6 separate regions of the Mus musculus genome follow, and all the other regions are linked to region 4. The links are chromatin contacts, called in public Hi-C, HiChIP or PLAC-seq and promoter capture Hi-C maps. All regions are on one chromosome and are shown on one strand. The core of a region is the stretch at or near the end of the contact, and the rest is flanking DNA. Distances in the headings are between cores, read along the strand shown.

Region 1 (4,762 bases), core at 1,621-4,120, 640 kb before region 4:
TCTAAGCCAGTTACCCTCCTGGCCCCTCTCCTAAATCAGAACAGACTGCCAGGCTGAGCAGATCACAGTGCTAATCAATCATTGCCTGGGCAACTTTGTGGAAGAAGGAATCTAGACCAGCAAGCAACTGGTCTGGTCAAACAGTAAGAAGTCACTAGGAGAATAAAGAGGTCTGACTAGATCCCCAGGGGTGGGGAAGAGATGGGGGAAGAAGGAACTAAAACTTGAAACACGGCAAGAGTGAACTCTCTGAGGACAAGTCACAGGATACAGCCACAGACCCTGGGACCAGCACTGCTCAGAACCAGACAGCAGTGACACTCAGGGATGCTAAGGAGCTCTAACCCAGCATCAAGAAGTACCTGATGGGTCCAAATTCTTGCAGGGCTTCCACAAGGTCAGCTTCCACTACTCCGTCAATCAGGCCCCTGATGTGAACAACTGGGGAGGCAGGGGTTTTGTGGGGGTCATCGTAGTTCTCCTGAAAAAGTAAGGTCACACAGTGAAAAGAGGGACCCCAATGTACTGCCACGCGATCACCAAAAGCCTTGAGTGGGTGGCCATCTGCCCCCTAGAGGCTTAGTGATAAGCCTAGCTTCTAAGGAAGGCTAAATGTAGAAAGATCCGGTCTCATATCTGATACTCTTTCTGGAATTCATCTCTGAATCAAAGTACAACAGGAAGAGTGACTTAGAAAGGGACCACACCCACAAGAAGAGCTCCAACAGCTGCCTGCTAGTCTTAACACACTCTACAATGGGTAGTGTGGCACACTCCTTTAATCCCAGAGCACTTGGGAGGCAGAAGCAGACAGATTTCTTAGTTCAAAGCCAGCCTGGTCTACAGAGTTCCAGGACAGCCAGGGCTACACAGAGAAACCCTGTCTTGAAAAACAACAACAAAAACCACACTCTGCATGTGTTCTAGCTTCTTTGTGTTTTCTCTGGCTGGGCAAGCTTTGGTCACTTGATTAAGAAGACTGTGACCACAAGTCACCTTCAGGTCTGGTCTGGGCAAAAGACCAAGTGCTTAGGGACACAAGGCTTCCAGGACAATACGCCCTGCCTGTCTTATACTGTCTAGGCCAAGGTCTTCCACCCCGAACTGCTATCCCAACCTGTAACATTTTCCACAGCTCCTCCACTCACACAATCACACACAGGCAGTTTCTAGAGCTCTGGAGAGAACGTCCTCCTCCATCTCTCTAGACTGTGGCCCATGCCCCGAACACTACTGGGCAGAAACCTATGCATATTAGTGGGTTCTTAGTGAACCACACAAGGCACACCCTTCCCAGCCATTTCCAGTTGAGGTTTGCCTTCCACAACCTTGAGTTCTAATCTTACTTCTGTTTGTCACTGGTGAGACTCAACCTAATTTACCCAGTGTCTTTCCTGCTTTGTAAAGGGAGTCCATAAAAGTCCCCATCTCAGAGGACCAACACCGAATGTGAGGTACCTCTCACCTTAAATGATTAGGGTGGGGGTAAGGCTCACCACACAGCCCATGAGATGTTCGGAGAACAACCTTTTGGAGTCTGTTCTCTCCTTCCACCTCATGGGCTCCCGTTGTCTAGCTTGGCAGTTAACTTACCAGACTCAACTAAAATGTCTTCCAAATCCTTGAGAAACCTAACACTGTAACAACAGGGAGAAGCTGATAAATGCATGAGCAGCAGCCTCATCAAGAGGGCACTGTTTGTTTGGCTTTTTGATAAGTCTCACAGCCTTGTCTGTCCTGGAATTAACTATGCATAAGAGGCTGGCCTCAAACCAAAGAGATTAAAGGCCTGTGACTCCGTGCCCACCGGAAGGACTTTAATAATAAACTTTTAAAAGGAATGCAAACTGCATCCTAACCCAGACACCATAATTGTGACCTTCAGAAGACTAAATAGGCTGAAAGACTCTATGCATAGCCACAGGACCATAATACAGTTTAGTTTATAAATGCCCCAATCCTGGAGCCCTAAGCAAATCGAGTGATAATTTCTAAGCTTGGCTCAATTCCCAAAGTTAAATCTGCCTTTCACAAATCGTCTTCCGTTTTTCAATGCACACAGTAAAAGAAGTTAAACAGTTTAATCTGGGCATTATAATTTTATAATTTCATCAAGTGAACTTCTATATGGAAACGACCATGATTAAAACTGCGACGGGGCGACTCGGTCAGGCCACCGCCCACCCGCTTCCCGCTCGCTGGCTGTGGTTGTAGAAACGCGCTTGCGCATAGGGACACGGAAAGAAGAGGAAAAAAAAAAAGATAAAGAAGTGAGGAGAAAAAAAAAAAACGGCCCGACCGCGTGCCTAGGCCCCCCACATGCCGGCCCGCGGCGCCTGCGCAGTGCGGTGCCTGCAGAGCCAGCCGCTTCCTCCGCCCCCTCAAGCCCCGCTTCGGATTGTGCGCACGCGCAAGCGCCTGTCCTCGCGCAAACCCCGCCGTTTGCCCAACGCCTGCCCCTCCCCCACCCACCAAAAAAGCGCGAGGGCTGCAGCGCCTGCGCAGAGATTTTTCCCCCCTGTGAAAAATAAATAGCTTTTTAAAGTACGAAATTTCCCCTTCCTTCCGGGAGTCTAAAGCCCCAGCCTCACCCCGCCGCCGCCGCCCGCCGCCCCGGAGCCTCCGCCGCCGCCGCCTCCGTGCTGGTCGCCGGCGTTTTCAGTCTTCAGCCGTTTAGGGGCTCGGCCTCCCTCGTTGCCGCCGCCGTAATAGCGACCACCGCCACCTCCGCCGCCCGCAGCCGCCATCTTCACCATCGCTCCCGCCCGCCTCAGCTGCTCGTCCGGCTGCTGCCTCTGCTCGAGCCGCCGACGCCGCTTCTCCGCCCGGGGCAGCAGCCTCCGCGACATGGCGGCGCAGAACCCGCCTCCCCCCGCCTCTCATTGGGGGAGGGACACGCCCGTCACTCGCCGCCCCCACCCGATAGGGGGAGCCACTGGCCCTATCTTGGGGGGAGGGGAAGTTTCCTCACGGTTCATTTCTATTGGATAGGACGCATGCCGTTCTATTGGAAAGACCGCCTCTGTTCGCCAATCGCACTCCTTATAGGTGAACGCTTCTTGCCAGTCATTCCGCCAGGCCCCACCTCCTTAAAATAAACTCTGATTTAATAGGCCAGATTTTTGGGATCGCTCCGCCTTCCCACAAACAGTAAATGGAAGTGGGCCTCCGAAGCTCCGCCTCCTTCCCGCTCTCATTGGTTTCCTAGCTAATCGGTCACTCTGAAATCCTTGCGTTTCCCAGTCACAACGACCATCTTCCCGCGCCACTCCGCTGGGATACAAGAAAGGCCTTCCCTTCTGTGTTCCTACAATTGTTCCCCCAGGTGCCCGTCTCGTACGTCAACACTCGATTGGTCAATGAAGAGTGGAAAGAATGCCCTATTGCCAGATGGTATAGGACGACTGATAGCTTCTGATTGGTGAAAAAGGAGAGCCCGTAGGCTCTCTGTGGCGCAATCTAGGAACCGGTCCCGAGAGAGCGCATGCGCTCCTGTACTTTTGGGGGGGGGGGGGGGCTTCAATAGAAGAGGTGACTTTAAGGGATACAACTACTCGAGTACCCGAACGGTCTTTCGCGCGTCTGTTGTTTGCAAGCTCCGGAAGTCTAGAGCAAGACAACAATTTGCAGCAGCTATAACCCATTAGAACGTTTACTTCACCTCTACCCTATCCTAAGCTGGAGGTTATTATTTTTAAAAGAACCTTCAAATCTGAGCACTTCTCACTAATAAAACACTCATTGATTGCCATGTGACTTTGGACCCTGGCAGGCACCGTCATTTCACTCTAAATTCAGTCATGGTGGTAGATCTTTATAGTTCAACTCGGTTCGCACTTGGCAACTGAGCACCCTGCGTCCTCCAGAGTGCTCTGTGGCTTAGACTCGCTACTTGGAGACTGCTCTGAAGCGATTGTCTCCTCCCAGGGTCCTGCGAAGCCCGAGAGCTGCAACGCCGACAAGTGCCCGCCGGGGAGCAAGCAGACAGGGAACGTACTGACGGAGGATCCGGATCCCGACCACAGACCCGTCCAGAGGCTTTATGGGGAAACTAGGGAGTCAAGAAGACTCTGGGATGTAGCTCAGCAATGGAACGCTTGCCTAGCACAGACAAGGCGCGTATCTACCCCCACCCCCACCACACGCACGCGCGCGCGCGCACACACACACACACACACACACACACGTCTTGAGACGGTGTAAGACTCACAGGCCGCTTCAAAACGTGCTGTGACACCTTTCCACCAGGTCATTCCCAAAGCGGATATCCGCTTGGTACTAAGTTTGAAATGTGAGTAAAGGCTCAGAGAACAGAACCCCGGGTGTTGGGATAAGTTTTAAGCATGGCGTAGTGGTTGCAAGCCTGTAATGCAGCGCTCTGGAGGCAGGATTGCCTTGAGTTCAGGGCTACCCTGGGATACAAAGGGATTCTCCTAATTAAAAAAGTTTGGAAGCGGTGGAGGCTGGTGAGGATATAAATGGATCTCCAGCCATTTCACTGGACACAGACACTCCAAAGAAGGCCCTCCCAACATGGGGTACGCCGCCAAGGCGTAGCAGGTGACGCACGGGGGGCGGGGAGGCGGCGCTCCCGCAGAAGGGCGGGGTCCCGCGTCTACGTCAGAGACGGTAGTGGGGGAGGGGAACGGGAGGTCTCCTATCCTCCCCCGCGCGGGTCCCGTATGCCCCTCATTCGGGCGTGCTGTCCGCACTAGGCTAAACCCTGTACGGTGCAAGCGGCTCGTAGACTACTCACGCCTGG
Region 2 (4,636 bases), core at 43-2,542, 690 kb before region 4:
GGGATGCCGGTGCCTCGCTCCTCACGGCCCCATTTGCCTTGTTCTTTGGTGTTGAAGACAACCTCGGAAGTGTCCAGCCTCGGGTTAAAGTGCAAGGCGGCATCTGCTCCTTGCTCCTCACCGCATAGCAGGTTTACATGGAACCTTCGGGGACAGTAAGCCTCAAAGATCAGCAACCACCATGTGCAAGTTATGTGGTTCCACCGGCACACCCACACCCATAGGGAGTCCCTGTGTTTGTAGCCAGGATCCCCCTCATTTCCAGAGCCTGGAGCTGTCCTAGGTTGTGGGATGGCCTGCTGTGCCTGAGTGGGGTTCAGGGAATCGCACTCCAGATAAGCAGAGTTAATAGCAAGGGACCCCACTATTCCAGGTTATCAATATTCCCACAAAGCCCAAGGTCTCAATTTTAGTAGGTCATGGACTTGATGACCGGGTACCCTGGGCATCCAGGGTAGCTTCAAGATCCAAGAGAGATTTTCATTGTCCTGGAAAACTGGACATGGAGATCGTAGGACTAACCAGGGATTCTTATTATTGTTCTAGAAGCCTACATTTTTAGGGAGACTTGGGCACACCCACCCACAAGTCTTGGGGAACATCAGTGAAAATATCCAAATTAAGCTAGCAATAGGGACTCCAAGACTCCACATGGCAAACAAGGTTCCAGGGACACCATATGTGGGCTCTAAGAACCAGGGTTCAACTGAGCCAGGAGATGCCCCACCCACCCTTTCCCCTGGAACCTGGGATATCACCTGCCAGCCTGGTCAGGGACCATGCCTCGAATTCTCATGACAGTGCCCACGCGGACGCCCTGAGGCAGGGAGGTCTTGTGCTGGGTAGCCTGTAAGAATTGGGTGGGGCAAGAATGAGAACCAGGGAGACAAAGAAACAGACTGGTCAGCCCCAGCTAGGAACTCCAGGGACCAGGCAGAAACCAAGAGGGATGCAGATTAACGGAGAGGCAGAGACAGGCACACAGACCTGACAGAGACAATGCAGTTAGAAGAAAGCAAAGCCAGCTGGGAGACAACCTATCAGGACGTGCTGGTGAAACCCAAGAGATAGCAGCCAGCTCTCCTGATACCCGTTTTTTGCTTTGAAGGGGAGGTTTAAGCTAGTCCCAGCTTCCAGACTTGGCCTTGTCCCAAAGCCCCGTTTCCCCAGCTTGGGCCCCAGTATACTTACAGACATGGCGGGCACAGCAATACAGCAACAATGTGGCCAGTCGCTGTGGGAGGGGACCTTAAGTAAAGGCAAGGTAGTGGTTCAGCTCCTCCCTTTCCATCCAACGCCCACAGCTGGCACAGACCCCTGCCCTAAGGCAAAGCTGTCAAGGCCGGGCGAGTCTCCTCCTGCCCTGCCCCCACACACCAGCTCCCTCTCCCCTTTTCCTAGGCTTAGAGATAGGGACAACCTTTAATACCAAGACTGGGGAGGTTTGCCCTGTGCTCTTCTCACCTCCCCTTTCATACCCCTACCGCCCTGTCAGACACTGGACTCCCCTGGAGATCTAGTGGATCCAGAAAGGCTGCGCAAGCATCAGCCTCCACCCTTTCTGAAAGGAGCCTCTTCCCTGGAGCGCAGGCTGCTCTGCTTTGTCCTGGCCACCTCTGCTTCTGCCGTCAAAGACAGGCATAATAACTCAATGGGGTCCCCAGGAAACCCGCTATTCCTTTTTATCCTATGCTGTGCCCCCACCCTACCCCCCAGGTTACCAAGAGTGTGTTGGCACGTTTGAAGTGGTCAGTAATGGAGTGGCCAGTAACGGAGGGTCAAATAATGAAGTTTCACTAACAGTGGCCAGGCTGCTGAGACCTCTGGGTGTCCAGATGTGTGTCTGAACCTTACCAGGATATGTGGAGTATATCGAGCCACTGTACTGACGTACAGGAAACAGTGCTCATGGGAACAATTTGCCCAAAGATCAAGATCAGCGCTCTGCTCTCTCGCTCTCTCTCTCTCTCTCTCTCTCTCTCCCTCTCTCTTCTCAGTGGTTCCTACTTTTCTTCTTCAGGTCTCTATCAGCTCCTCCTTGGAACTGAGCCCACCTTCCCATCCAATGAGAGTGTGATGGAATATGGGTTGGTGGGTGTCCCGGGCTGCCAGTCACCACCCAGATCAAATGAAACACATTGGGGAAACTTCCAATAGCCTGAGTTTTAGTCTCCCTAGACCAGCACTCTAGAGAAATAGAGAAAGTGTGTGTGTGTGTGTGTGTGTGTGTGTATGTGTGTGTGGGTGTGTGTAGGGGTGACTCATAAAGAATGAAAGAGAAATTTCTGGAAGGCAGGCAAAGGGAGGGTGGGAGCGCTGAGCAGTTACCACTCCTAACAGCCCAGCAGCCTTCCTGAAAGATCTTTCCCATCCCTATCCCCACCACCCTACTCCTGCCCCACCCAGCAGGTGGCAGAGCCGGAGGCCAGATGCATGCTGGGAGTGGAAAGTTGCCTTGGAGATTAGGAACTTGCTACCTCTCCTGCTTCTCTGTCCCAGTTTCCCATATTCAGACCCCCCCCCCACGCCCGCAACACACACAACCCTAGAATACACATCAAGGAATCCCGTGAGGTGGCCCAGAGAGGGCACAGAAGATGCCAGAGAAACGTGGGCGCTGCGATGCTGGGGGAGGAGCCCTGGAGAAGACAGGCTGGAGATGGACCTGATTGCTCCACCTGGAAACCAGCGCGTGGGAGGTGAAGGCGAGAGAGTCAGCACGAGGTCATTTGAAGCCAACGCGGGCTGGAAAACACGGTCTCAAACAACAGCAACTGGCTTCCTTCCTTCCTTCCTTCCTTCCTTCCTTCCTTCCTTCCTTCCTTCCTTCCTTCCTTCCTTCCTTCCTTCCTTCCTTCCTTCCAGTGGTGAGGCATGCTTTTAATCCCAGCACTAGGAAGGCAAAAAAAAAAGCAGTTCTGTGCGTTCGAGGCCAGCCTGGTCTGGAGAATGAGTTCCAGGACAGCCAGGGCTCCACAGAGAAACCCTGTCTAAACACACACACACACACATAACAAAAAAATCAAAACACGACAACAACAAAACAAAAACAAACAAACAAACAAAAAAACACTGCTGTTCTTACAGAGGACCCAAGTTCAGTTCCCAGCACCCACATCAGGGACCTTACAACCTCCTGAAACTCCAGGTCCAGAGAATCTGATGCCTTTTTGTGGCCTCTTCAGGTTCACACACACATGGGGCACACACACACTTTAAAACTCTTTACAAACAAACAAGAAAACTTGGGTTTGAGAGGAGCTACTTAGAGTGAGGTTCGAAGGTTCTTGCCTTGGGTTTCCACAGGACAAGGACCCATCACAGGGCAGAACAAGGGGACATCAGGTTTCATGTTACACCACCACCCGTTTGTCACAGTTAGGCTGATAATTGTGGCTCCCATTATTTTAGCTTCACGCTCTGTATAAATCACCGCCTGACACTTGCCTGCACCTCGTTCTGTTTGTGGTTGCTGGTTCCCACGGCTGGCCTCTCGTTTTCTTCATCAGGGCTGGATGGAAGTTCACGTACACCTTCTTCACAGATCTGAACTTGCCTTTGGTGATTGGTAAGAGTGTTGCGCTCCATCCTTTATCAATTTCCTGCATCTATCTCCTTTCTGGGAACTGAGATGTGCTGCATCGGTGATTGAGTTTGACTGTCTCGCTGCAAGCTCTGAACGTGTTCATTTTATCATTTTTAATTCATTAGTGAATGCATTTATTCACTGGGTCTATTTTTATGAAAAAATGCTCTGGACTAAGAAGGAATCTAACAAATGGGTCCTTGAGGTTTGGGGGAGCTAAAGGGAGGTTGCTTTGGTTTGGGTTAGCTTTAAACAACAATTTCATGTAGCCCAGGCTAGCCTTGAACTTCCTAATTAGCCAAGGATGGCCTTGAATTCTTGGTCCTACTGCTGCAACCTCCCAAATGCTAGGATGTGCTGTGCTATCACAACTGGTTGGTGCAATGCTGAACCCAGAGCTTTGTCCACACTAGACAGGTACACCGGCATCGACAGCCCCAGCTCAGCTGTGGGGACTCAAAACCCAAGGCTCCACTCGTCAATGTTGGTCTGTCATAATTTTTATTATTTTTTTGTACACAGTGGAAATAATGAAGTGAAGCTAGGCATGGTGATCCATGCCTTTAAGTCCAGCTCTGGCGAGGCAGAGACAGGTATATCTTTGAGTTTGAGACCAGCCTGGACGATAGAATAAGTTCCAGCAGAGCCAGGGTGAAACAGAGAAATTGTGTCTTGAAACAAAACAACAAAAATAGAAAAAGGTAAGAAAGGAATGAAGTGATAATGATATTGATGATCTGGTGAAAAACCTGAACTTTAAAGATTTTAATTTGATTTTGGTTTAAGTGCGTGTCTGCGGAGAGATATATGCATGCAAGTGTAATGCCTGGGGAGACAAAAAGAGGGCGTCAGATTACGGGAGCTGGAATTACATAGGCTTGTGAGCCCTCTGACAGATTGTGTTGGTGTTTATTTTATGTGTATGGGTGGTTTTGCCTGCATGTATATATGTGCACCATGTGAGTGCAGTACCTGAGGAGGTCAGAAGAGGGCGCCAGGTATTCTGGTACTGGAGTTGCTGACAGTTTCTAGTCACTTGTGGATCCTGGG
Region 3 (5,011 bases), core at 1,741-4,240, 570 kb before region 4:
AAAAAAATCAGCAACAGTACAGGTTTCTGTATGCACAATGATGTAAACTAGTTACCAATCAAACATGTAAGAAATGTGAGGTGTTTCTGGTAAAAAGGGGGCTGGTGGGTGGGGGAAGGTTAAGAAGCCAGGTGCTCTCCTCTCTCCTCCTCACAGACCTCATTCAGGTTGTCCCTCTCTAGACAGCTTTCAGTTCAGGAGCAGGGACACTGGCCCTAAGCTAGCAACAGTGACTTACCATCCTGCTGATGACTGTCATGGGTGTCTGAGCTCTGGCAACAAGAGGGGCTTCTACTTAGGGAATGGTCTCCTTGCTCTTGGAAAAGACCTGGAGGTAGACCTTGTCTCTGACCTGCTGGCAGCCATCTTGGGACTGGGATGGGGTCCGATCTATGCACTGAAGTTGGGCACACAGAGAATCTGGTTGGAGATGCTGAAGAGAGCTAATTTATCAGCCTAGGAACATCAGGCCTGGGTGGCTTGCTTTATTAGGTAACAACTGTCTACATGATTCAAGCCCTTTTCATTGGGTTTCCTGTTATTCCCAGACAGAGAGGCATCCTAGCTGCCTCTGGCCTAACCCGGTGAACGCAGGACCCCTGTTCCCCATGCTCACTCACCAGCAGGGCCCGCACTGCCTCTGCCACAGCCTCCTTCTCTGCCTCCAGGCTCCGGATCTGCTCTCGAAGCTGCCTCAACTCCTGCCACGTGGAGATCTGTGGGAGAACACCACAGTGAAATGGCCACTGCTCTGAAGTCTCCTCTGCCAGGCACCTGGATGGCAGTGGGGGAGGGGCACTCTCTTCTCCCATTAGCACTATGACACCCAGAAGCTGGGGTGGGCACACAGTTGCCCTGAATCAATGCATTTCCCAGTTTACTTTGAAGCCACTTCTGTTGGTATGATCACGACCAACCAACGGAAAATCATGGAAGTGTGACTCTTTTATTTATTTATTTATTTTTAGTTTTGTAAGACAGTGTATTTATGTACAGCCCAGGGTGGCCTTGAACTTGTAATCAACCTGTCATTCTCTGAGTGCACTAACACACGCCTGGCTAAGTCACCTCTTTAAAGGTGACTAAACTTTTTCTTTCTTGTTTATTTACTTTGTGTGGCTGCAGCATGGATGTCAGAAGACAGTATACGAAGTCAGTTCTCTCCCAGGGATTGAACTCAGGTCGTCAGCTTGGCAGTAAGGACCTTTACCTGCTAAGCCATCTCCCCTGTAAATATAAGGCTCTTCTGTAAATATAAGGTCTCCTTATGTAGTCCTGGGTACCCTGGAACTTGCTAAGGAGACCAAAGATCTGCCTGCCTCTTCCTCCTCCAGAGTACTTCATCACCACACCCAGACAGACCTTTCTTCTATTATTATTATTATTTTTTATTTATTTATTTATTTTTTTACAAGACAGGGTTTCTCTGTATAGCCCTGGCTTCCTGGAACTCACTCTGTAGACCAGGCTGGCCTCGAACTCAGAAATCTGTCTGCCTCTGCCTCCCGAGTGCTGGGATTAAAGGCGTGCACCACCACCGCCCGGCTCCTTTCTTCTATTATTAAGCATGTACGTGACTTTCTTGTGTTTGCGCTTAAATGAGGGGTCAGAAGACAATTCTCTCAAGAATTGGTTTTCTCCTACCACCAGGAAATTGAACTCCGGTTATCAGGTTTGGCAGGAAGTGCCCTATTTGGCTTAGCCACCAGTGCTTACTGGTGAAAAACTAAACATGACAAAAACTTGAAATATGGCTAAAGTGATTGACAATGACTGGTGGTGTGAGAGTCTGTAGTGACCTGAATGAGAAATGTCCCCCATATCCTGACATTTGAACATGGTCAAATGATCAGTGGCTGGTGATGTTTGGGGAGGCTTAGGAGGCGTGGCCTTGCTGGAGGAAATATGTTCCTGGAGGTGGGCTTTGAGAGCTTAAAGCCTCGTCCTGCATCTAGTTTGAGGTCTGTGCTTCATGATTGTGGTTAAAGATGTGTGCTGTCAGCTTACTGCTCTGTGACCTGCTGCTATTCTGCCATTCCCTACCAAGCCCAAAATAAATCCTTCTGTAAGTTGCTTTGTTCATGGTGTTTTATCAAGGCAACAGAGTTGGGAAGATTCATCTATTACATTCGGAATTCACTACCGGCATGGAGACCCCCAATTTTAGTTCCCTATAAGGTAGAATTATGGCGCATAGTCTTAACCTCTGGATCATAAATACATGAACAGATATACCTTAAATATCTGTTTAGCAGGTATTTATCCATTCAACTCCATCAGGATGTTTATAGCAGGATGCAAAGCTCTGTCTCCAAAATTCCCTCTGATTCACACCTCCCTCCTCATTTTTCTTTGTGGCCTAAGGGTGAGCCCGGCACGAAGTTTGAGTACAGAAGACAATGGTATTTAGGTTCTGGGAGTACAGTAGATACCAACTGTCGAATTATGAAATGCATGCAAAAGGGCATGTAGGTCACAGAAGGCATCCACGACGTTCAATAGGGCCTCAGTTCTCCCTAGATCATTGGCACCTAAGTGGGTGTCATGCACAAGACATTGCCTAACTTGGGAAGGAACCCAAATTCCTGTTGAGTAGTTTTTCCCACAACTGGAATGCATCTGGTAAACCCAGTTCTGTAAAGCATCCTGCTCCCTCAGGGCGCAAGCGCACTCACAATCGCAGGCAGGTCGGCCGGCCGCAGCTCCCCCTTGCGGAGCTCCAGGGAGCGCGCGGCTTTTTCTGGGCATGCGCACACCGACTCCATGTCCAAGTAGGGAAGCTCGCTGTAGCCCTCTCGTGCGTGTTCGTACAGGAGGTTCCGGACTCGTTTCTCCGTAGCGAAACTCCTCCTTGGGTTCTGGCTGCACACGCAGCGTCCTCGGGACCGGAGCCCCTGGCGAGCCAGGAAAGGCCACCAAAGCCGCGCCATGGACGCAGCCATCTTGGAGTGGAAACAAGAAGTCACTCATCATGGACGAGCCAATCAGACGCGCAAGGAGATTTCCCGCCCAGGCTTCAGAATCCCTTCCAATGAGGAAAATGGAACTCAGCTAGAATCTGTTATTGTCCAATCGTCATCCTTGTCCCGTCCCTTCAGTGACGCAGGAAAGATCTAGCCAATCACTAAGGAGGAACCCCGGAAGGGGCTGGAGGTAGGGGTTGGCGTGTGTGCGACCCCGCTAGGTTGGTGAGGTGGGTGCAGTTATCTGTGATCCAGATCTCTCCTCTCTCCTCAGTTTCCCCTTCCAGTATCCGGGCAAGGGCGGTTGGGTCCTTGGGGGCCTACTCAGAAGGAGACTGAATTTGCGAGGGGACTTTCTGTTTTAGAGGAGATTCTAGAAGGCTCTGAGAGTGGGTTTCTGGTCCCAACCTCCTTTCTGAATGTCTTCTCTCCTAATACAGGGACGCTGCAGGCGGCGAGATGTCCTGGCCCGGCCTTCTTTATGGCCTCACCACGTCCCTCAGTCGTGGTAAGTGAGCATGGGCCACAGGGACGAGGACAGCTCCCTGGCATTTGCGTGTTTTTGCCAGATTTCGGATGGTATCATCTTTAAGCACGGTGCCTTTTCTATTTTGGAGACAGGGTTTCACTGTAGTCCAGGTCAACTTCCAAATCACTTTGTAGACAGGATGGCCTTGACCTCCTGACTACCGCTTCAATCTCCCAAGTTCTGGAGTTACAGGCGTTTTCTACCACGCTCCCGGCTCAGGGGGCAGGAGGTGGGAAGGTCCTGTGTTCTTAGAGTTTAAGTCAGTCTTAGTCATGGCTCCCCTGCATCGATAGCGGTGAATCCCTGAGATTGCATTGCCTGGTGATATTCTGTCTTAGTTTGTGTAAGTGCACTCTCGATGTCCGTGTAACAATCATACCAACAAATGCTCCTTTCTTGGCATGTCTCCCTGCTTAGGTGTCTCTCAGTAGTGTTTATTCCTTCAGTGTTTATTGATCACCCCCTACAGGTGAGAAGGCCAAGCTAAGAAGTTTAGTGGTGGCGCACACCTTTAATCCCAGCACTCGGGAGGCAGGCAGATTTCTGAGTTCGAGGCCAGGCTGGTCTACAAAGTGAGTTCCAGGACAGCCAGGGCTACACAGAGAAACCCTGTCTCAAAAAACCAAAAAAAAAAAAAAAAAAAGAAGAAGAAGAAGTTTAGTTATTCATTCACGTGCTATTTTTCTAATTCTAAGACGGGCCACCCATTGGAGGACAACTTTTATGTTCCTAGACATTGCCCAGACATCAGGTTTGTACACAGTGTTCTGAGGGAGGCAGGCATTGGGTATTCCATTCACATGGTATTTCGAGACAGGGTTTCTCTGTGTAGCCCTGGCTGTCCTGGAACTCACTCTGTAGACCAGGCTGGCCTCGAACTTAGAAATCCGCCTGCCTCTGCCTCCGGAGTGCTGGGATTAAAGAGCAGTCAGTGCTCTTACCCTCTGAGCCATCTCGCCAGCCCGCAACCAGTGCTCTTAACCACTGAGGTATCTTTCCAGCCCCTGTATGAATGTGTGTATGTAAGTGCAACCCATGGGTGTGTCAGATCCTCTGGAACTAGAGGTGTGTGAGCCACCACTGTGGGTGCTGCGAATCAAATGGTCGTCCTTTGCAGGAGCAACAAGTGCTTCTAACCACGAGCCATCTGTCCCCACTGAATAGTCTTAGACTTGGATTCCTATCTAGAATACGGAAACCTAGTAGGCCCTCTTGTGTCTCTCCAGGCCTAGCCCTCGCTCCCCAGCTCTGGGCCGCCCGTTCCATGGCCACCCTGAACCAGATGCACCGCTTAGGCCCCCGGAAGGAACCCCCTAAGCGTCTGGGCCCCACAGAGGGCCGGCCCCAGCTGAAGGGTGTGGTGTTGCGCACATTCATCCGAAAGCCGAAGAAGCCCAACTCCGCCAACCGCAAGTGCTGCCGAGTCCGCCTCAGCACAGGCAAAGAGGCTGTCTGCTTCATCCCCGGGGAGGGCCACACCCTGCAGGAGCATCACGTGGTCCTCGTGGAGGGTGGTCGC
Region 4 (4,740 bases), core at 74-2,573:
AATCGTCCACCATACTTTGTAGCACACCTCTGTTTAAAACAATCTCCCCCAAAGCTGCTTCGTATTCAAGACACAAACTGTCACAGAAGATTCGACTGTTCAACAATTCTCATTCTATCGTGTGATGGAGAAAGGTTGAGGGGAAAGCACAAATCACAGGATGCCAGGAGAACATCCAGACTAGCAATCCCTCCACCTTACTTCCCCAGACATCCAGAACAGAGCCCCAGATAGATATTCAACATGTCTGGGAGGGAGAGATGGGTCACTATCGCCTGCAGTGACTTACTCTCCATCTGTCCACAGGAACATGTGTGTCCACGCCAGACAAAAACCTGCAGTGGTGAAAACTGATCCTTCGGCAACAGGAAAAGCTCATGCTATCACGACTAATGTAGAACAGACTGGTGTTACAAACTCATTATCTAACTGTCTCCGCTTTCCGAGTGCTAGGATTGACAGCCCAGAGTAACCTATCACCAAGAAAACCACTTATCCATTAAGAACTCAAGAGAGAAACGAGAACTTTCTATTGTCAAAGCCAGAACTCTCGCCATCATCCACCATACAGTGGGCTCATCAGAAAAAAACGCGGGAAATAGGTGAGATGGATACATTTGTCAGGCCAGCCGTGGTGGCGCACGCCTTTAATCCCCGTACTCTGGAGGTAAAGGCTGGTGGATCTCGGCCAGCTAGGATCACGTGACAAGACGCTCTCAAAATCCAAACCTAAACCAACCCCTCTCAATTCCAATCACCTACCCCGCTAATAGCCGGGCTAGTAAAGTCGCTCTCACTACAGAGCAGGGACTCCCAGGTCCCCAGAGCCTCTACTCCTACAAGCCTTGGGTCCCGCCCCTCCCGGAAGCGCGGCGAGCGCCAGCCTGTGCACGCGAGCGCCGCACACCACGGAGCCGGAGATCCTCATTTACCCGGGGGGAAGCTGGGTTGGGGACCAAGGTATCGTTGACAGGGAGTGACAGTGGGTGACGGCGGCAACAGGGAAGGCTTGGGGTGGAGACAGGGGCCCTTTCATCTGCGACCCAAGTCGGATCCCCTAAAGCAATGCTCGGAGATCCAAGCCCCAACTCTGGGTCAGGGTCTGGAGGGCCGCACCGGCCGCTCTGAGGCGGCAAGCTTGTAGGCCGGCCGGTGAGCCGAGCTCACGGCCACATCCCCCGGCCCCGAGCGGCCGCGGTCCCCGCCCGCCGCGCCTAGAGCCCCCGACTCCTGCCCGCACCGTGGTCCTTACCTGGCTTCATTACTGCGTTCTGGTCGCGCGATTCAGGCAACCTGCGGCGTCCCCGACTCCACGAGTCTCAGGCTTTCGCACGTGGAAAGGAGCGCCTGCGCGCGGTGACGCACGGCGAGTGACGGAAGCGCGTAACCACGCCCCTTAGACGCGCGTCCCGTCTCCCGGAAGTCGGAGTCGGCCCCTTGGGTGGGAGTTCTGAATCCTTTTCCGGCTCTGTCGTGTCTCTACGCTCCTCACTTTTTCCTAGAGTGGCAAATTTTATCACAAGTGCGCTGCGACTTTTCCTCTCACTTATGCTAGCACTCCAGGAATCAGGGGTTATACCGATTTTTAAAAATTTATTATTTTTCAAAGACTTTAAATTTTTAAAATTTTATCCTTAGAAGTGTTTAGCTTGCATATTCGTCTGTCTGTGCACCACGCATACGCCATGGAAGTCAGGAGAAGGCGTCAGATCCCCTGGAACTAGAGTTACCGGCAATTAATTGTGAGCCGCCAAATAGGTGCTGAGACCCGAACCTGAGTCTTCATCAAGAGCATTATGTTCTCTTCACAGCTGAGCTATCTCTCCAGCACAGCCTTATGTTTCTGTTTGTTGTTGAGGTTTGTATTTTATGACAGGGTTTTGCAGTGGGGTCCAGGCTGAGCTGGAACTCGGGATCTCCTATGGTACACTTCGCTTTTCTATTTCTCCTTCCTTTTCCTTTTCCGCTCAAAGAGCTCCCTCCTTTACAGCGAAGAACAGGCATCTCACTGCTTCTGCTCTCTACCCCTGGCCTCTTACTGGAAATCTTCACTCACCCAAATGTTGTCGCAGCTGCTCCCAGGCCACTGCTGGTTTGCAGTTGTTTCTGCCTCTGTTCCTCCTCTTCAGGTCATGAATTCAGCCCACCCTACTGATAAAGATCACATCAGTCGAGCAACAACTGTTGCAGAAGGCCCAGTGTTAATGTTGCACCACCAGGAGGCAGCACAGGAGCGACCGGTCTCCAGAAGAAGCGTCCTAATAGCCAGAACTTACAGCCTTCCGTGCAACTGAAAGATCATTTGCACTAACCGCTGACTTTTTGTTGGGTTACCAGGGGAAATGGTTTCCCTCTGGCCTTGGTGAAGTGGCTGCCAAGGATTATAGAGGCTTCTGATGGCAAAAAGTCCATGTTAAACTCTTGGGGATAGTCAGGGCCAGGATAGTGCCTCCTAGAGCAGGAGTTGTCTTTTAGCATTAAGTGGTGGTCCATGCAGTATAGCTTCCTGGAGGTGTCTGTGGAGCATTCAAGAGCTGCCAGGCTGCCATGACAGTAGACCAGCTGGCTGCCAAGAGGGGTTTGCTTGGATGGTAGTCATTCAAGGCAGCCAAGTGCCAGGGAAGGGCTGGATGGTTGCCAGGGTGACAAATCACCCTAGCATCCAGCACTGGTTTTTGTTTTGTTTTAGACAAAATAAGCATTAAAGGGGATTCTTACAAGCCTGTAAGACACTGAAATGTTTTAGTGCTTACACATTGTGTGTGTATGTGTTCACGAGTGTGTGTGTGCCCACACACATGCAGGTATGCAGAGAATGGAGGAGGATGTACGGTGTTCTGCTCTATCACCCTCTCTCTTATTCTCTTGATTTAGGATCCTCACTGAACCCGGAGCTAGGCTGGTGGCCAGAAAGTCCCCTGTCTCACCACTACCACCCCAGCCCTGGTGTTACAGACACACAGGTGACCACTTCAATTTTTTAAGACAGGCATTAGGATTTGAACTCAAGTCCTCATGCTTGCTCAGCGCAAGATTTCTTACTTGCTGAGATACCTCCCAAGCTCCTAGGATTTCTTAAAAAATTAATTTAAATTCTTTCTTTCATTCTTTTTTTTTTGTTTGTTTGTTTGTTTGTTTGAGACAGGGTTTCTCTGTGTATCCCTGGCTGTCCTGGAACTCACTCTGTAGACCAGGCTGGCCCCAAACTCAGAAATCCGCCTGCCTCTGCCTCTCAAGTGCTGAGATAAAAGGCGTGCACCACCACTGCCTGGCTATTTTTATTATTATTATTATTTATTTAAAAAGTTCAATAAGGTCTGAACTTGGCAAGTACTATGTAAGAGTCAGCTAGGAAGTACTAGTTGTGAAGGTATGAGAGGGGTCGTGGAGAGCAGCTGAGATTTGGTAACATATGGCGGTGTTAGAGTCCCTGTGGAGAGGTCACTCGTGAAGGTGTGGCCTCAATTACAAAGGAGGTCCCAGGTTACTGCAGATGCCAAGACTGCTGAATGTCCACCAAGAACAGCGGCAGGTGTGATGTGGAACCAGGTTAAACCTGAGACAAGCTGTGTGCTGAGGACTGCAGAGTTGGAGAAGCTGGACTACCCAGGCTTTTGGGTGCTGGTGGGACTGATATAGGGCTGAGCCCTGCACTAGTGCTTGGAATTTTTAAAGAAACCTTGGACTTTTAGACTGCTGAAAAAATTTAAAGACTTAAATGTTTGACTGTGTTTTAAATTATGACATTCACACAAGACTTTGGGGGACAAGGAATTAAATGGTTATGCTTAAGGTGAAGTTTTTGTGGATCAACTTGATAAGGGATGGAGTGTCCTAGAAGAGTCCACTGGGGGTGGTACCATTCCTAGGCATGTGGTTGTAGGCTGTATAAGAAAACTCGGTAAGCACAAGCCTGGAAGGAGCCAGCAAGCAATGCTCCTCCAGTGTTTCTACTCTGATCTTGCTCGGGTTCCCAACTTTCCTCAGTAATTGATGGCAACCTGCAAAATGCAGTAAAGTCCTTACCTCTCCTAAGTTGCTTAGGCCATGGTATTGGACATAGCAACAGAATGAAGCTAGAATATAAGATTGGATCCTCACTCTCCTCAGTGCCCTTTCTCTCTGTGACTCTCTCCACCCTTGGGGATTGTCCAGCCATATTGGTCCACAAGGTGGGGTGTGTGTCAGAAGCCCTGTGAGTACATATGGTGAAGGGTGGCACTGCCACCACCAGATGCAGGGAGACAGATCAACTTTACTTGGGGTGATCCAAGGCTTATATAATTTTGGAGACTGGGCATAGGATCATCCAGGTTGGGCAAACATCACTGGCTGAAGGCTTAAGGTACCGAAATGTCTCATTAGCATGGGGAAGCATTTCAGGAATCTAGGGTGCTAGCTAACCAGGTTCTTCACAGGAGAAAGGAAGTTGAGCTTAGGCTATGTGATATTCCACAGGTAGAGGGGTGTGTGTGTGTGTGTGTGTGTGTGTGTGTGTGTGTGTGAACTTCCCATGCAAGGTCAGAGAAGGAGAATCCCTGCCAATGAAGGGAGTCCTCCATATTTCGCTGAGCTCCAGAAGGCTCTCCGGTCAATGGTGGACTTCAACCTTAATTAGCAGAGTTTTCCTGCACTCTCTGCCTCTTGGCTAAGCCAGTAATTTTGAAAGCTACTAGGCTGTGCTTTCATTTCCCTCACCAGAACTATCAATTTCCAAGTTATGTCTACTCTGTTGGTGAT
Region 5 (4,972 bases), core at 2,176-4,675, 720 kb after region 4:
CCTATTTGAGAATAAGTTGCAAAATTCATTCACTTTTAAGGTTTTTCTTTTCCTTCCTTCCTTTTTTATTTTTGGAGGCAAAGTATTACACAAAACAGGCTGGCCTTGAACTATGTTTTCCAGAACTGGCTGTGAACCTTAAAAAGAGAGTGTGAACCTTCCACTCTCTGAGTCTTGGGAGTATAGGATTTTCTCATCATTTCTCCAGCTCTTTCAAGAATTAATAAAATAAAATAAAATAAAATAAAATCTTAACACTCAATACAAAATTTCACTGCCTGACCAGTACACATAAATTCATATGTCAATCCAACATCTGGCATTCTGTAACCTTATCCTGGCAGGAATGCAGATGATAATCAGACTGCTTGAAACAGTGGACCCCCCACTCCAAAAGTGCAACTTTCCCAAATGCCTCATGATGGCAGGAGAAGGAGGCCGGGGCCCTGTGCCAACCAGAAGAGGAAGAGATTTCATGGCTCTGACAACTTGTCAGAGCACCTTGGAGGACACAGGGTTCAACAAGATGATGGCTGTGATGACCACACCATTAACGAGAGGGATTGCGCATGCGTGGGTACCTCTTGCCTTCTATTTAAACTTGTAGCTTTCATCAAGACCTTGAAGGCTGGGTCTGGGTAGCAGAGGAGCTTCCCGACATGCTTACATTAAATTCATCTCCTTTTTCTACTTTCACTATTAGTTTTTCTCACTAATTGACCTGCTGAGGACACGTGGTCAGACCTGGCTGCCAGGGCCTAGGCTCAGATTCTAGCGACTCCCGCAGCAGCAACTTGATACATTTTGATCGTTTGTGACCAATTTAAAGCAGTCCAGCACTCACACTGAGCCCTAGTTTGAAAAGTCCTAGATTGTAACAATTTTACAAAGTGGCCATTCTTATCATACCAAGAAAGGGAAACTGAGGCAGGTTCTGGTAACTAGCCTTGGGCACACAGTGGGTAGAGAAAACCAGAGCTACATTTAAGACTGGGCTATAATCTTTATATCTGAGTTCAGTTGGCTGAGGAGTATAAGCACCCACTGGGCATGAGCCTTGGTTCTAAGCACTTTCTGCATTGTAAGTCATTTCATCAGAGTCTCAAGGCAACCCCTGTTTTTGTTGTTGTTTTGTTTTTGAGACAGGGTTTCTCTGTGTAGCCCTGGCTGTCCTAGAACTTACTCTGTAGACCAGGCTGTCCTCGATCTCACATAGATTCACCTGCCTCTGCCTCCCAAGTGCTGGGATTAAACACTTGCACCACCACCACCACCCAGCTAGCAACCTCTGTTTATCTGTTACTCTTATTTGTGTGTGTGCATGTATGGAAGTCAGAGGTCAAGTTCTTCTGAGTTGGTTCTCTCTTTCTGGGGATTTAACTCAGGTTGTCAGGTACCTTTACCCACTGACCTATCTGTCTAGCCCGCAACCATTGCTTCAATATTGGTCTTCTTTTCTCTTTTCTTTATTTATTTTACAGATATTTAGGTCTTTGACTGTAGATGACACAGTATTTGGTCACATCACTGTGGTATGTGGTAGACCTGGCTGTTTAAATACACAGGATGAACCCAGAGTCTGTTTGTTAGACCCTTGGTCCTACAAAATGACATTGAGGGACTAAAACCCAAGCCCTTCCTAGCTACTTGTTTTCCTTGACTGTGCAGTTTCTTGGGCACGCTAGGCCGCTAGGCCGTGGGGCCTACTGAGCCACGCCCCCCTCAAGCCTCTTCTCACAGGTGGATCCCAGGCAGGCGTTTCATCTCTGAGAGCTATATCCCCTAATCCCTTCCTGCCTTTTTTTTTTTTTTTTTCCTTTTTCTTTTCTTTTTTTTTTCCTCTTCCTGTTTCTGACAGGTTTTTCTGAGCCACAGGGAGAAAAAGGCCAGGCCTCCCGGAAATCCTTCGTGTAGTTCCGACTGTGACCAGCAGGGAGAGCCATCAGTAAACAGTGGTATTGGGGATTAAGGTATTTAACAGGATACTCCACAAATTCATGGTGACACAGCATTTGTCAACTTCTCTCTTCCTTTCCCTGTTCCTCCCTAGAAATGATTTATCAGCAGCTTGCTTTTGTTTTGTTGTTTTGACATAGGGTCTAAGGTTGCCCACGATGGCCTTGAACTTGCTGCGCAGCCAAGGATAGGTTTGATCTCCTGAGTCTCCTACCTCTGCCTCTCCAGGGGTGGGGGAAATTACAGGTCTACACCACCACAGCCAGCCTGTAGTTTGTTTTCTCTGGGAGGCCCAGGGCGCTCTCCTTTGCCACGAATTAAGGCCCTCATTAAGTCCCTGGGGGAAAGGATAGCCCATGGGGGGCGGGGGGATGGAACTTCTAGAAAAAGCCTCACCCAAAGCAGGAGCTGTGCTGGGAACCAGCAGGGACTGGGCTCTTTGTGGCCTCCACCCTTTTGGGGCACTCTGATAGTCAATATCTTAAGAATCGCCAAGGCTAGCAAGGGTGTGGCTCTTTATCTGGAACTTTCACGTCTGGTCCAGAGTTAACTTCTAGACTGAGGAGCCAGGGGATGATGGGGGATCCTGCGCCCTCCCCTCGGGAGGCCCCAAAGCTCAATGTCCTTCCCAGGACTTCAGTTCTTGGACTGCCCCTCTCTTATAGGGTGATCACCTCCATTCTCTTTGAAGTAAGTTGCTGCCTAACCTTTTCGATTTTCTGTTCCAGTGACCAAACTATGAGCCTGCAGACAGTTTTTTAGTGCTTAAGACCACGGACCGGAGTTCAAATCCCGACACAGCCATGTACCAGCAAGTCCTCTCCGCCTCAGTTTTCTTATGTGTCAAGTGGGGTAACACACTAGTTCCCATTCCAAATGAGGGTCACCAGAATTTTAACACGTGTAAGGAGATGGCCCGGCTGGCTGGATGCCAAGCTAGTCCTGGCTCAGAAAACCCTTTCTGGGTGTGCTAACTAGGACCACCACCACAGTTACGACATTTCATAAGAACCCCTGGTTTGCATAGAACTGTCAGAGGAGTCCTCCAGGTTCCCACAGTTAATTCCTTTACGCCTTGAACCCACATAACGCTGAATGTCAGAGTCCTCCATTTGTGCCCCCGTGACCACTTGCTGGCCCACAGGCTGGGGCACACACCGCCCCGTGTGGTCTCCGCCCGGCCCCCAGGACGACTTTTCCCAAAACTCCGCCCGGTGTTCATGACTTCCCCCACCCGCCCCGGCTCCTGCCTGCTTGCACCGCCTGCGCCAGTGTGGTGAGCCCGGTCCTGCCGGTGGCACCGAAGATCGCGATCTTCTTGACAGTCATGCTGCGGGGTCCAGGGCCGGAAAAGCTGAGAACTCCGAGGACGCGCGGGAACACAGTGGCTGCGAGGAGGCGCGCTGCGGGTCCTCCTCGACCCAGAAGGAGGGGGCGGGACCAGACAAGGTTCCAGCCTCCGCCTCACCCTCCTAATTTGGGTTCAAAGGGCGGGACCGAGGCGACCACGCCTCCCGCTGGAAAGAGCATGAGTAGGCGGAGGAGTCAAATTGCATTTCCAGAGCCCCTTCTCCGATAGGCGCTTAGACGTAGAAGCCACGCCCCTTCTAGGGAAGGGAGTGGGCGGTGCTAGAGCAGTTTGTCACTTAGCGCTCTGCCTACTAGAGACAGCCACCCTTAGTGGGCGGGGCTGAGCGGGGCGGGGCCGGCCGGGGCGTTACGCCCACCGTGCTCTCTTTGCTCACGCCCCCTTACAGACAGGCTCTGAGATGGTACTTCCCTCTACCAAAGCGTCCTCCCAACAAGCAAGAGGGGTGTGTGGGGTGATTTTGTGCCTGTGTGACCCTCAGTGACCACAAGGGACAGCATGGTTGTGGGCGACACCCGGTTTCATTCCTTGTGTTGCAATGTGAGTTGTGTATAGAGATCATTAATGTTATTTGGCGTCCATGGGGGTGATACTGTGAGGGGTACTCAGCCTGTGTGATATGGTAAGCTGTAATGGAGTGTGATACTTTCGGATTGGGAAGGTTTGGGACACCACATGGGTGCGTGATATGATCCCATTTATGTGTGACTGTGTGTGACATCAACTGAGATTCCTTTTGTGTCTTGTTGAGGCTCTGATGTATGGGTGTGTAGCAACACAGGGTGTGTCATCTTTTGTGCCTAGGCAACTGGTGTGACATTTTAAGCGTGTAAGACTATGCGATTGTGAACTTTGTGTTGTGTGAGCGTAGATACTCTGTGACACCTTGGAGGTGTGTGACATGCCTGACTGTATGTGCTATTGGTGGTGGTGGCTGTATGTGAGTGTGTCACAGTGCGTGGTCCTGCAGAGCACTATTCCATCCTGTGATACTGTTCAAGTGATTTCATGTGACCCTTATTGTGGTGGTGGCAGTATTTGAGTAACAATGTATGTACGATCCTGCAGGGCACTATTTACTGTATTGGTAACTACTGGTGATATCTGAGTGTCACTGTCAGTGGTGGCTATATCAGAGTGTGTCACAGTGAATGACCCTGCAGGACACATTCCAGAGAGGAAAACATTGCAAGTGACTGCGTGTGACAGACAGTTAGAAGGTTTGACCCTGACTGACCCCTTACGAAGGAGTGACACCATGAGAGTGTGCATGTGGAGAGAGTGTGTATGACGTTGCCAGGGGCCCGGTGTGTGAGTGGCAGTGTGGGAGTGTGTGACGCTGCCTCGAGCGCTCGCGAGCGCGGCTGTGCATCACACGCGTGGCCCGGTGTGTGACAGCGCGGGCGGCGGGGCGGCGTGCGGGAGGGGTCCCGGGGGCGTGCGGAGCGGCTGCGGCGCGTGGGGGGAGGCGCGGCGGCGGCGGCGCATGCGGATCTGGCCGAGCGGCGGGCCGGTGGGGCCGAACAGAGCCGGGCCCGGCCCGGCGACGAACGCCCGCAGGGAGGGCGGTGCTGCGCGGCGAGCATCCGGGACCGCATCGGCGGCCGGCGCCCAGGTGAGCGGCGGTGCGGACGGCGGCCCCTCCCC
Region 6 (4,410 bases), core at 339-2,838, 940 kb after region 4:
GAGTGCAAGCAGTCCTACAGTAGTAACCGAGCAGGCAGCTGAGCCTCCAGCCATGCACTCCCAGGCTTGGCTTTTCAATCTCTCGGTGTTAGCTTCTCAAGAACAGGGATTACAATGGCCCTTTCCCTCTTTCTCTCTCCCTTCTTTACCTTTCTCTCCTTTAAACAGGGTCTCATGTAGTACAGGCGGCCTCAAACTCTCTATGTTGCCAGGAATGACCTTGAACCCTTGATCATCCTGTTCCCTCCTACCTACATCCCAACTGCTGAAATTCCAGGTGGGTGTCCTGGCCACCTCCTTTCCTTTTTGGAGGGTTGGTTGCAACACATTACTTTTTGTTTCATACATGTCTGAACAATCTTGCTGCGGAACCTAAAGTCCTGCCACCTCACCTCTCAGCCCCCACTCCTCCATCAATAGAAGAAATAAACACAGGCCTAGCCTACAAGACCTTGCTCACATCAGGTTCTCAATAAACAGTAAGGTCTACGTTCTGTTTTTCCTTGTCTCTCTCTCCCTCCTAACCCTGTCTTTGATTCACCCTTTCCCTTGCTTCACCTGTAAATGTTCTCTCTGATCGAGGTCACACCTACCCCCAAAGCTGGCCAAGCGACTGATGCGGGAGGCAGGCACCTTGCGTTCACGAGAGCGATCACTCAGCTGAGAAAGAGGAGAGGTGTGAGGTAGGGAAGGTGGACAAGATGGCAGAAAAGCCCTGCAGACTTGCTGCCACTTTCCTCAGACTATCATGGGGGAGGGGGAAGAGGAAGCAATGATACCTGGGGCCGGGGTGCCTTCCTGAGCCGGGCCTCCCGTGCCCTGCGAATGTCATCTTCACTGAGGCCTCTTCCAGGCTGGTCTTGATGAACACTTTGGGCCAAGCAACTCCTACATGGCCCCTGCAGAGAAGTGGATTTTAAAAGAATGAAGGTCTAATCCTTTTTAGACCCATCTACATCATTTTACCTACTCCCCACCCCCCTTCCCTCAACCTCTTTTCCTTGGAGGCCCCCTCCTCAGCCTCTTACCCACCAGTGGGGCCTAGGTCCTAGGGCCCCCCCACAGGGCAGACGAACAGCCCTGCCCAGCGGTCCACAGGTCCTGCGCAGCATGGCACCTAGCTCCAGCCACATTGCCTAAGAAATAATAAGGATTACAGTACTGGGCCTCCTGCTTTGCGCTCTTGTTGGAAAAGCCCCCCTAACCCCCATATCTTTTCCCCTTTTATTTCCAGGTTTCTTCTAGTTACCCCCCCCCCCCCAGCCCGCCCACGTTGCTAAGAACTCAAGTTTTCCATAAGCGCCTCCCCAATCCCCACAAAACTCCTCGCTGTTGCTAAGGTTCTCTCCCGTTGCTAGACGTCCACAGAGCCGCCAGGACAACTCTCTACTTCTCAGCGCCCCTTTCGTTGCTAGGCATCGCCTTACCCTGGGCTGTTAAGCATTCACAATTCCTGTGCTGCCCCCTGCCTAGACACCCCGTTACGACCCCGTTACGGGGCACCTCCCCCGTTGCTAAGCACCCAGTCCACCAGGTTTAGGCTCCAGGTCTAGCACCCGCTGGGCCTCTTAAGCTTCCGGGAACGTCCGCACACCCGCCCCCTTTGATCAGCTAGCCAATGGTAGCACAGCAGCTCGCCGACGTTTGCAAAAACTCACCCCGCTGAGGAGGCGTGGCAAGGGGTGGAACCTAGGCTAAGGCTCTGTGGGTCTTCTGTGTTAGTCGGTGCGCACGTGAGCTCATTGTACTGACCAATGGTCCTTCTTGACAGAATTCTTCTACCCTCCTTTGTCCCTCTCTGTCCCTCTTTGTCTCTGTCTCTCTGTCTCTCTCTCTGTCTCTCTCTTCTTGCGTCCACTTCCCACCTGCTGAAATTGCAGGTCTGAACCATTATATCCACTTACATTTCCGCCTGCCAAGCTCAAAATCTATCCTATGTATTTGGACATCCTCCCCCAACCCCTGCCACCACGGATGCACGAATCCAGGGCCTTGTGCATTCCAGGGACGATTCTTGACCACTGAGCCACAACCCTAGAAATCTTTTTTTTTTTAAGATTTATTTATTTATTATATGTAAGTACAGTGTAGCTGTCTTCAGACACCCCAGAAAAGGGCATCAGATCCCATTACAGATGGTTGCGAGCCACCATGTGGATGCTGGGAATTGAACTCAGGACCTCTGGAAGAGCAGTCAGTGCTCTTACCCGCTGAGCCATCTCGCCAGCCCCAACCCCAGAAATCTTTAAACACATATTCTTCCAAGCAAACATTTCCCTTGCACATGGAGCCTCTCCACTTTGTACCAACACCCACGTCCTGGCACCCAGCCTCCTTCCTGGCACATATAAATCCACTGCCTTGCTTAGGAACTCTTCTCTGCCTTCACCATGACTCCCCTTGGCGGCATACTGTGCCGGTGTTCCCTCCTGCAGTCTACTCTCCACTCTGCCTACTTAGGAGATGGCCCTCAGTGGGAACCCTGCTTCCTTAAGGCCTGACATTTCCCAGAACACACTCAGTCAAGATTCCCAGCGCTGAGTCAGGAGCCTTGGCATGAGAGAAAATTGACTCACTCCTCTTGCTGTCTGGAATAGAAACAGCTGGTGGCTGGGACATCTTTCCCACAATTGAAGAGATGTGTTCCTCACGGCACCCTACTGTCGCTGTCTAGCCCCACCCCCTTTGTTGGGAAAGTCTGTCCCTTTACTGTGTGACCTCAGAAGAGCCCTCCTCCTTCTCTGGACCTCATGTTCTCTAACTTGTATGATGTCTGAGGTGGGTTCCCGTATCTGACTTCTTATTAGCCTATGAAGAGATGACTCATCCTGAAACCTTGGGCCTGTGCCCAATGTCCCTCCAATGGGTGACTCAATTTCAAGATTGAAAGCACCTCCAGTCCTCTTCCAAAGGTGAGGGTCTGACTCAGGAGCTGCAGGCTGCTTGCCATAAGGGACAGGCTGAAAAATCACCTCAGTGGATAATCCCACAGGGCCACTGCTCACAGTGGCCTCGCACCACAAACTCCATGTATCTGAGTTCATTGCAGATGACATAAACAAGGGCAAGGAAAGGGTAGAACTTGAACTCAAAGCTCTCCCTGGTACACTGGGATCATGAAGGCAGCCATGGTGGTGCATGTCTATAATCCCTGCATTTGGAAGAAAGAGGCGGGGAAAGCAAGAATTTAAGGCTATCCTTGGTTTTGAGGCTAGACTGGGCTACTTGAGACCCTACCTCAAAATAAATAAGAGGAAAGCATGGAGCTGCAGGTATATGTCAGTGATACAGCATGTGTGAGCCTCGGCATTAGAAAACAAGAGGTATCAGGTGGTGATGGCACAGGCCTTTAATCCCAGCACTCAGGAGACAGAGGCAGGAGGATCTCTGTGAGTTCCAGGACAGCCAAGAATACAGGGAAAGTCTATCACACACACACACACACACACACACACACACACACACACACACACACACACACACACAAACCCCCAAGGTGCTGGAGTTGGGGCTCAGCAGTTAAGAATGCTTGCTTTTCTTCCAAAGGATCCGAGTTCAGTTCCTAGTGTCCAGGTAGCTTCAATTACCTGTAAGCTCAACTCCAGATCTGATGCCCCCTGCTGGTCGCCAAAGGCACCTGAATGCACCTGCACAGGCACACATGTACACATAAGTAATTAAAGAACCAACCAACCTTGAGGTAATGATCTAGTGTCAGAGCCTAGAACATAAGTCCTCTAGACATGAAATCATCTTCATTTATTTATTTAAAAATCTAAGACCCTGCCAGGCATGGTGGCGCACGCCTTTAATCCCAGCACTCGGGAGGCAGAGGCAGGCGGATTTCTGAGTTTGAGGCCAGCCTGGTCTACAAAGTGAGCTCCAGGACAGCCAGGGCTATACAGAGAAACCCTGTCTCGAAAAAACAAAAAAACAAAAACAAACAAACAAACAAAAATCCAAGACCCTGGGCTAGAGAGATGGCTCAGAGGTTAAGCACACTGACTGCTCTTCCAGAGACCATCCCCAATGAGATCTGATGCCCTCTTCTGGTGTGTCTGAAGTCAGCTACACTGTACTTATGTATAATAATAAATAATTTTTTTAAACCCAAGACCTTGTGCCCATGTAAAACCCAGGCTCTTGTTTTTTGAGATTGGCTCTTATCATGTAGGCCAGGTTGGTGTTGGGCTAGTGAAACATAAGAATGTCTTGTGTCTGCCTCCTGTGTAATATGATTATATGAGTGTGCCATCACCCATGGTTTAGACATGAGATTTCTTCATTGTTTTAAACATTGAAATTCTTTTCTTTAAGATTTATTTATTATGTGTGTACATTATAGCTGTCTTCAGACACACACCAGAAGAGGGCATCCGGTTTCATCACAGATGGTTGTGAGCCACCATG

The links. Promoter capture Hi-C pulls out the DNA fragments that hold promoters and counts their contacts. Hi-C and Micro-C count contacts between places; a contact is called where the count stands out from the background. HiChIP or PLAC-seq counts read pairs in DNA pulled down with a chosen protein or histone mark.
Region 1: a promoter capture Hi-C map of erythroid cells shows a contact between it and region 4, with 6 times the contacts expected there. The contact joins the promoter of Hnrnpl here to the promoter of Fbl in region 4. A contact is called at or near these places in 1 of 39 promoter capture datasets (erythroid cells), 3 of 484 Hi-C or Micro-C datasets (CD4 T cells, liver and muscle stem cells) and 1 of 115 datasets of contacts at active chromatin or transcription factors (memory CD8 T cells).
Region 2: a contact with region 4 is called in an H3K4me3 HiChIP or PLAC-seq map of bone marrow-derived macrophages, with 4 times the contacts expected there. The contact joins the promoter of Lgals7 here to the promoter of Fbl in region 4. A contact is called at or near these places in 1 of 484 Hi-C or Micro-C datasets (myocytes) and 2 of 115 datasets of contacts at active chromatin or transcription factors (bone marrow-derived macrophages and pancreatic cancer cells).
Region 3: a contact with region 4 is called in an H3K4me3 HiChIP or PLAC-seq map of bone marrow-derived macrophages, with 3 times the contacts expected there. The contact joins the promoter of Sars2 here to the promoter of Fbl in region 4. A contact is called at or near these places in 3 of 39 promoter capture datasets (erythroid cells, neural stem cells and pre-B cells), 1 of 15 datasets of contacts at CTCF or cohesin (large pre-B cells), 4 of 484 Hi-C or Micro-C datasets (CD4 T cells, CD8 T cells, cardiomyocytes and 1 more), 2 of 115 datasets of contacts at active chromatin or transcription factors (bone marrow-derived macrophages and large pre-B cells) and 1 of 9 other capture datasets (liver).
Region 5: a contact with region 4 is called in a promoter capture Hi-C map of erythroid cells, with 8 times the contacts expected there. The contact joins the promoter of Blvrb here to the promoter of Fbl in region 4. A contact is called at or near these places in 1 of 39 promoter capture datasets (erythroid cells), 1 of 115 datasets of contacts at active chromatin or transcription factors (embryonic stem cells) and 2 of 9 other capture datasets (adipose tissue and liver).
Region 6: a Hi-C map of double positive thymocytes shows a contact between it and region 4, with 4 times the contacts expected there. The contact joins the promoter of Coq8b here to the promoter of Fbl in region 4. A contact is called at or near these places in 1 of 39 promoter capture datasets (pre-B cells), 1 of 484 Hi-C or Micro-C datasets (double positive thymocytes) and 1 of 9 other capture datasets (liver).

The regions. Positions count from the first base shown.
Region 1 is chr7:28,808,998-28,813,759 of GRCm38.p6, reverse strand. Hnrnpl (heterogeneous nuclear ribonucleoprotein L) reads right to left here and starts at 2,870. Exons shown (of 13, transcript NM_177301.5): 1 at 2,592-2,870; 2 at 363-481. The coding sequence starts at 2,849.
Region 2 is chr7:28,861,042-28,865,677 of GRCm38.p6, reverse strand. Lgals7 (lectin, galactose binding, soluble 7) reads right to left here and starts at 1,292. Exons shown (of 4, transcript NM_008496.4): 1 at 1,192-1,292; 2 at 759-847; 3 at 1-144. The coding sequence starts at 1,197.
Region 3 is chr7:28,739,947-28,744,957 of GRCm38.p6, reverse strand. Sars2 (seryl-aminoacyl-tRNA synthetase 2) reads right to left here and starts at 2,990. Exons shown (of 16, transcript NM_023637.3): 1 at 2,676-2,990; 2 at 621-716. The coding sequence starts at 2,942. It overlaps Mrps12 (mitochondrial ribosomal protein S12), which reads left to right and starts at 3,137. Exons shown (of 3, transcript NM_011885.5): 1 at 3,137-3,193; 2 at 3,404-3,471; 3 at 4,719-5,011. The coding sequence starts at 3,423.
Region 4 is chr7:28,166,331-28,171,070 of GRCm38.p6, reverse strand. Fbl (fibrillarin) reads right to left here and starts at 1,323. Exons shown (of 9, transcript NM_007991.3): 1 at 1,253-1,323. The coding sequence starts at 1,262. Gm31024 (a long non-coding RNA gene) reads left to right here and starts at 2,209. Exons shown (of 2, transcript XR_001778069.2): 1 at 2,209-2,963; 2 at 3,146-3,798.
Region 5 is chr7:27,446,431-27,451,402 of GRCm38.p6, reverse strand. Blvrb (biliverdin reductase B (flavin reductase (NADPH))) reads right to left here and starts at 3,425. Exons shown (of 5, transcript NM_144923.3): 1 at 3,207-3,425. The coding sequence starts at 3,285. Sptbn4 (spectrin beta, non-erythrocytic 4) reads left to right here and starts at 4,814. Exons shown (of 36, transcript NM_032610.2): 1 at 4,814-4,940.
Region 6 is chr7:27,230,191-27,234,600 of GRCm38.p6, reverse strand. Coq8b (coenzyme Q8B) reads right to left here and starts at 1,588. Exons shown (of 15, transcript NM_133770.2): 1 at 1,428-1,588; 2 at 1,029-1,136; 3 at 780-899; 4 at 594-660. The coding sequence starts at 1,133.